Regions from separate parts of the Hordeum vulgare genome. Here region 1 is linked to region 2. The links are chromatin contacts, called in public Hi-C maps. All regions are on one chromosome and are shown on one strand. Each heading gives the region's core, a stretch centred on a gene start, on an enhancer-like site or on the middle of the called end of the contact. The rest is flanking DNA. Distances are from core to core; before and after follow the strand shown.

Evidence for each region. A called contact is a pair of places that touch in the nucleus more often than the background predicts.
Region 1: a Hi-C map of leaf shows a contact between it and region 2, with 4 times the contacts expected there. The contact joins the enhancer-like site here to the promoter of LOC123404017 in region 2. A contact is called at or near these places in 3 of 6 Hi-C or Micro-C datasets (leaf and seedling).

Annotation. Positions count from the first base shown.
Region 1 is chr6H:203,918,672-203,921,725 of MorexV3_pseudomolecules_assembly, reverse strand. No RefSeq gene overlaps it. Among protein-coding and RNA genes, the nearest start is that of LOC123405944, 74 kb to the right of the region's middle. Within about 2 kb of position 1,280, at least 1 of the 3 cell types and tissues checked has open chromatin away from gene starts, as enhancers often do. A contact at or near this core is called in leaf, where this site is marked.
Region 2 is chr6H:203,613,530-203,616,457 of MorexV3_pseudomolecules_assembly, reverse strand. LOC123404017 (putative transcription factor bHLH041) reads left to right here and starts at 1,438. Exons shown (of 5, transcript XM_045097925.1): 1 at 1,438-1,728; 2 at 1,841-2,081; 3 at 2,176-2,928. The coding sequence starts at 1,463.

The DNA.
Region 1 (3,054 bases), core at 31-2,530, 310 kb before region 2:
AAAGAATAATCAAGCATTTAAAAAATGTTAACAATGTGTATAGAAAAATGGGTGAACATGTTTTATAAATGTGAAACTTGTGCTTTAAGAAATGTTAAATATTTATTTGAAAAAGTTATTGATGTATTCAAAAAAATTTAGAATAAAATGAAAATAAAACAATAAACCATGAAAACTGAAAAATAAAAAAAGAAAGAGAAAATAAAACCAAACAAATAAATGCATAAAAAAGGAACAGAGTCAAAACCGACAATGGAAGTAGGAAAAACAGAAAACTGTTGAAAACCAAGAAAGAAAGACAAAACAAAAAAGAAAAGAAAAATACAATGAAAACTATGGAACAAATAAAAGAGAAACCAAATAAAAACGAAAATAAAAAAATGCCCAAAAAATGAAGACCGGAAAAATAATAAGAAAACCAAACAAATAAAAAAGGAACACATCAGCGAATGACTGACTAAGAAACAAGACGAGGACACGCTATTGGGTAGGCCCATACGTGCTCGCTTCCTCTCGGATGAGATCCCATTGGGAACAGGTTGCCGCCGTGGGAAAGAGAGGATAAGGATCGTCGAGGCTTATCTCACGAAGGAAATGACGGAGACGGAGGCGACTGATGCATCGAAGCGGGCGCTCGTAGAGGGGGAAGTCATCCACACCTGCATTTTGAAAAAAACGACAACAACGAAACATGCGCGCCCTCTCCTGTGAGCAGAATCAGGCGGTCCGTGAAATGGGCGGGCTGCCACCGACGGAGGAGAAGGAGGTGAGCGGCGGCGAGGATAGCTTCAGCAACGAGAAGATCCGCCCTGATCCGTACTACGTCTACGACCGGTACTTTCACAAGAAGGACGACAAGGACGTCAGGAAGGACAAAGGCAGACGTGTATGATCTCCGTCATAGCCAAACATGCCAAATTTTGATAATTCGATGGCATATTAGTAGTGATGGAGTAGCCACACGATGTATACAATGCATCAACGTAGTAGTTGCATGCTTGGATGGATTTAAAATATGAAATTTAAGATGGCCGAATATAGAATGCATTATTTAAGACGTAATCGATCAGTGTGCATAAACAATGCGTTCACGGGTATTTGATGGGTTGAATTTAAGGGGTTCGGTTGTAGATGCTGTTAGCCGAATAAAAGATCCCATAAACAACACCATCGAGCTTTATCTTTTTTTTTTAGCAAACATCGAGCTTTATATATACAAGAGTGAGTTGCATGGCCGAAACTAGACGGGCCTACCACCACGACATTGACTTTTTGACTGGGTCCAATCCACAGGGTGACGAGCTCTGTCGTCTACAATGAAAGAGACAGAGGGCAAATAAACCTTTTGTATAATCCATTTTTTGTTCTTCTGCTTTCGCGTATAAACACATACCTCCCAAATGGGCAAAGTAATCAAACCGTACGGTATAACCGCAAGCGATGATCAACTGTTCAGTGTATCTTTAAGTGCACCAATTGCTTTTGGTAGAGATCCCATGTTCACATGGATCTGACTCTGGGTCTGGGGAACCGCTGCGGGGTGTTCGACCGGACCTGGTAAACATAACCGCGGATCGCCCCTATGTTGCTATACCAAGTCTACCGTTATATGGTACGATTAGAAGTGAAGTGTTCTTGTTTTCTCTGTCAACATGTGTCAATTCTCGGATGTTTCAGAAATAAAAGAGTCTTGAAGAAGTATTAGAGTATACTAGCAAAAGAGCCCGTGCGTTATAACGGAGCAAACCGTACAAACATGCTATAACCTAATAATCATGATTTAAGATTTTTATTTAAACTTACTGCATAAATAAAATTTAAAAATTGTTAAATAAGTAAAATAACATCATATTTAGATTGTATGCATCACTATATATTCAAATTACATTATAAATAGAAATTTAAAATTAAATAGGTAAGAAACATTATATTTCGATTCAACACATTTTTTGAATGAAAGTGCATATGTAATAATTTAAAATTAGAGTTACAGTTTAAAAGATATAATTTTTTAAAGTATTTGTTAATTATAATTGAACCGCGGATTAATTAACAACATGGACCGGCCTCGTTATGAAAAAATGGATTATACGCTACTGATTAAAATTACAGCATAAATATATTTTTAAAATTGTTAAATAGATAAAATAACATTATATTAGTTGTGCGCATCACTATTGAATTAAAATTATATTATAAACATAATTTTAAAAAATTAAATAGATAAACTAACATTATATTCAGATTCTACATATTTTTCTAATAAAATTTCATATATAATAATGTAAAATTGGAGTTATCGTTTAAAAGATATGATTTTTAAAGTATTTTGCACTTATAATGAAACTACAGATTAATTAATTGAAAACTGTAGGGGTGTTTTCGAAAACATACGGAAAACGATTGTTTTTTTTACTCAAGTATGTACTGCGGGTTTATTTTGTGAAAACTGAAGGAGCTTTTTACAAAAACTCCAAAAAACGTTTCGTTCTCTCAGCTAATTATGTACTGCGGGTTGATTTCGGGAACTCACAGGGGGTTATTTGTAAACAATACAAAAACGATTGGTTATTCACTTAAATCGGGACTGCGGGCTGATTTCGGAAAACTTTAGGGGGGTTTGTGCAAAACAACCACGACGGTCGACAGAAGCACACGGTGCTTTATTATTAGGGAGAGATACAATGGTTGATATGATAGTTTTATTTTAAATCTTGCATCTAATTTAGATATGATAAAAAATATAGCTACAATGAATCATCTCTTAGGCTTATCTTCAATAACTAGCTATTTTTGAAAACATAGTGAGACATTTTTTTAGAAGGAGGAAGCGAGCTCCTGGCCTTTGCATCAATCGATGCATGCATCCATATTATTTATAATTGTTTAAAATAACATCTTAGGTTCATAAAGTTTTGAAGCTCGAAATGAAAATGAAAACAAAAAGTGATACGAAGAAAAAACTGCCACATCCGGCGTAACTAAGAGAGACTACGATGCATATACACCTAGCATATTATTAATACGCCATTCAAATCGGTTGAAGATAACCAG
Region 2 (2,928 bases), core at 189-2,688:
ACTCCCTCCCTGCCCGCCGGCGACGCCGCTCCTTTGCCTAGCTACCGCGCTGACCGTTGCATCCGACGATTGCTGGAACCAGGCAGAGGACGAGGGGAGAAGGGAGCAACTGAAGGAGCAGTTGCAATGTTGTGGGCCGAGCTGCAACGACTCGCGGATGGACCAAGCCACCTGGTCGGGGTTGCGCGTGTCCGAACGAAGACAAGCTAAGCCGTGCGATTTAATGCGATCTCACGGCACAGAAGGCGATTTACACGCCGATGAAATGAGTCGGTTGATTTAAAACGTTTTACTTGATATTATGGACGGCATGTGAGACGTCTAATGATTAATACACACGCGGATAGTTGCTAAAAAAATACACACGCCGATTAAGCAAGCTTGCGTTCATGGGCTGCATGTTGCATGCACGCTATAGTGATCGTCGCGTACATGAAGCGGTAGTAGGAAAAATCCACCGACCATTTTTCACGCGATTGAAGAGTAGCTAAGAGCATCTAGAGCCGTATTTAGCAAATCCGACCCCTCAACGAGCATTCGTAGACATTGACGTGCATATCTTAAGTTTTACTTCTCATAATTGAACATCTTTATTAAATCCACAGAATCTCATGTAACTGCTTACATTGTACGGCCACTACATATAACATGTCATCGGACTATGAAAATTTGGCTTGGCTATCGTGGAGAAGATCACCCCGGCCACCCTTGCCCTTCCCGACACCATTGTTCCTTTTCGTGGAAGTACCAATCAAAGATGCAGTACGGATCAAGCTCGATTTACTCTTCGACGAAGATGTCCTCCTTCTCCTTCTTTGGTGGCAGTCCGGCCATTTCGCAGACTGTCTGGTTTTGTTTTCAGGCGAGGGCGCGCGTTTTCCTTCGCCATCGCTTCTTCACAATGCAGGCGCAGATGTCTTCCTCTTTTGCGGACGTCCCCTCCGCCGCATTAGCCGCCATGTCGACAGTGAGTCGGGCCTCGGCGGCCCTTATCCTCTCCTTCCCACGACAGGCACATCGATCCCGGTGGGACTCATACTCCGCCCGACCGGTGATGGGGAAGAAAAGATTTGAACGCCGTCGATCCCGTGATGATCCCGTCCTGGAGGGAGGTCTGTTCCAGCGATTTGAGACAAATTTAAAATATCGGACTATAGGTGAACTAAAGATCAACCATCCAGCAACCCCGTCCCTCGTTGCCACCCTAGTTTGACCCTCTTCGAAGCCCATCACCACCTTTGAACGACTTTCCAGCATCTTCATACTTTTCAACACCCCGTCCTATGTCTCCATCCGTTCTCCCGGAGCCAAACCAGCTCCCTCCCCAACCGCACTATACTACTACAACTACTAGCTGGTACTGCTACTAATACTTTTCCCTCCACTCACGTCCACACATGCATGCATACACATTTGCATCGCCACCCCCCATGGATTCCATCGTACTGTATATATAATACCCATGGATCAGACGTCTACGACAGCAGTGACAACGAACCATCATCGGTCATCGACGTCGGGAGGCAATGGAGGACTCCGTGGTGGCGATCTCTCGACGTGCTGCTTCGGGAATATGATGGACACGCTCTTTGTGCTCGGCCAGGAATCCCGGCTGCGCATCCTCCAGCAAGCAGCGTCGCGCGTCCCCGCCTGCGCCTACATCTGCGTCTGGGGGCCGATCCCAGCCGGCGGCCGCCGTCCTCCCCCTCCTTTCGCTGCCGCCAACAGGTAATTAATTAAGCATGCATGTGCGTCCTTGATTTCAATTAGTTATTGGATGCTTCGGTTGGGTCGTCTCTTACATGCAACGCCTGAATGCACGCAATGCAACCATGAGCAGAGCTCGCCGCCAGCTGTTGTGCCTGGACGCATGGCTCCGCGATGGCGGCAGTGGTGACGTCGACCGCGCGCGCGCTCTGTTCGACGCATACCGGGGTTCGCTCTGCGCGGCCGTAAGCGGGTGCGTGCCAGGGTGGGCTTACGAGGACGGCCGGGCATACATGGAGCTGCCGGAGCACGACCTGGCGACCTCGGCGTCGTCGCCGGTGCAGCTGCAGTTCTACCAGGAAGCTGGCATTAAGGTTCGCCTGATTCCCAACCAACCTCGCTTGAGTGTCGTATGCATGCATATACGTACATTTGAAAGATGCTGAGCGGTGCTTATGCGCACGGCAGGTGGCGGCCTTCATGGGATGCGAAAGCGGCGAGATCGAAGTCGGCATGTCAACGCCGGCGGGACAGATGAACCTTCAGGCCGGCCTCGACCAGATCTTCTCGGAGAATTTCTTCCAGCAGTCGCTGCTTGAGGAGCTGCTCCAACTCCCGCCTACGCGGCCGTCGTCGTCCTCCTCCTCTATGCCGTCCATCTCCGTCGGCAGCCCGACAGACGGCTCGACGTCGCTGCTGCCCACAATGGCCATGTCATCGTCCACCACGACGTCTCCCCGGGAACTAACGGCAGCGCCTCTTCTACACCCGCCCCGTCCGCCGCATCCCGCGCCATTTAGCCCGCACGGCCCTGCCCATGTCCACGGCCACGTCCACTTCCCGAGCCCCGAGGCTGACGACGTCGCGATGGCGCAGGCCATGCTCGCGGTCATCTCCGCCTCCTCCTCCTCCTCGTCGGCTATGCCTCCTACCACGTCCACGCCTCCCCTCGGCTACCGTCGCGCGCATCGGTCGCCACGCCGTGGCTCGACGACGACGGCGTTCCGGGCATACAACGCGGCGCTGGCGCCAAGGGCGCCGCGGCGGGCGTCCGACGCGCCTGGGCAGCGGATGATCAAGATGGTCATCTCTATCCTGAGGAGGATGCACACGCTCAACAACAACGGCCAGGAGCGCACCACGGGGGTGGGGGCGGGGGCGGGGGCGACGACGCAGCGGTGGCGGGAGGAAGACGAGGAGGCCGCGGCGCCCACAGCCCCG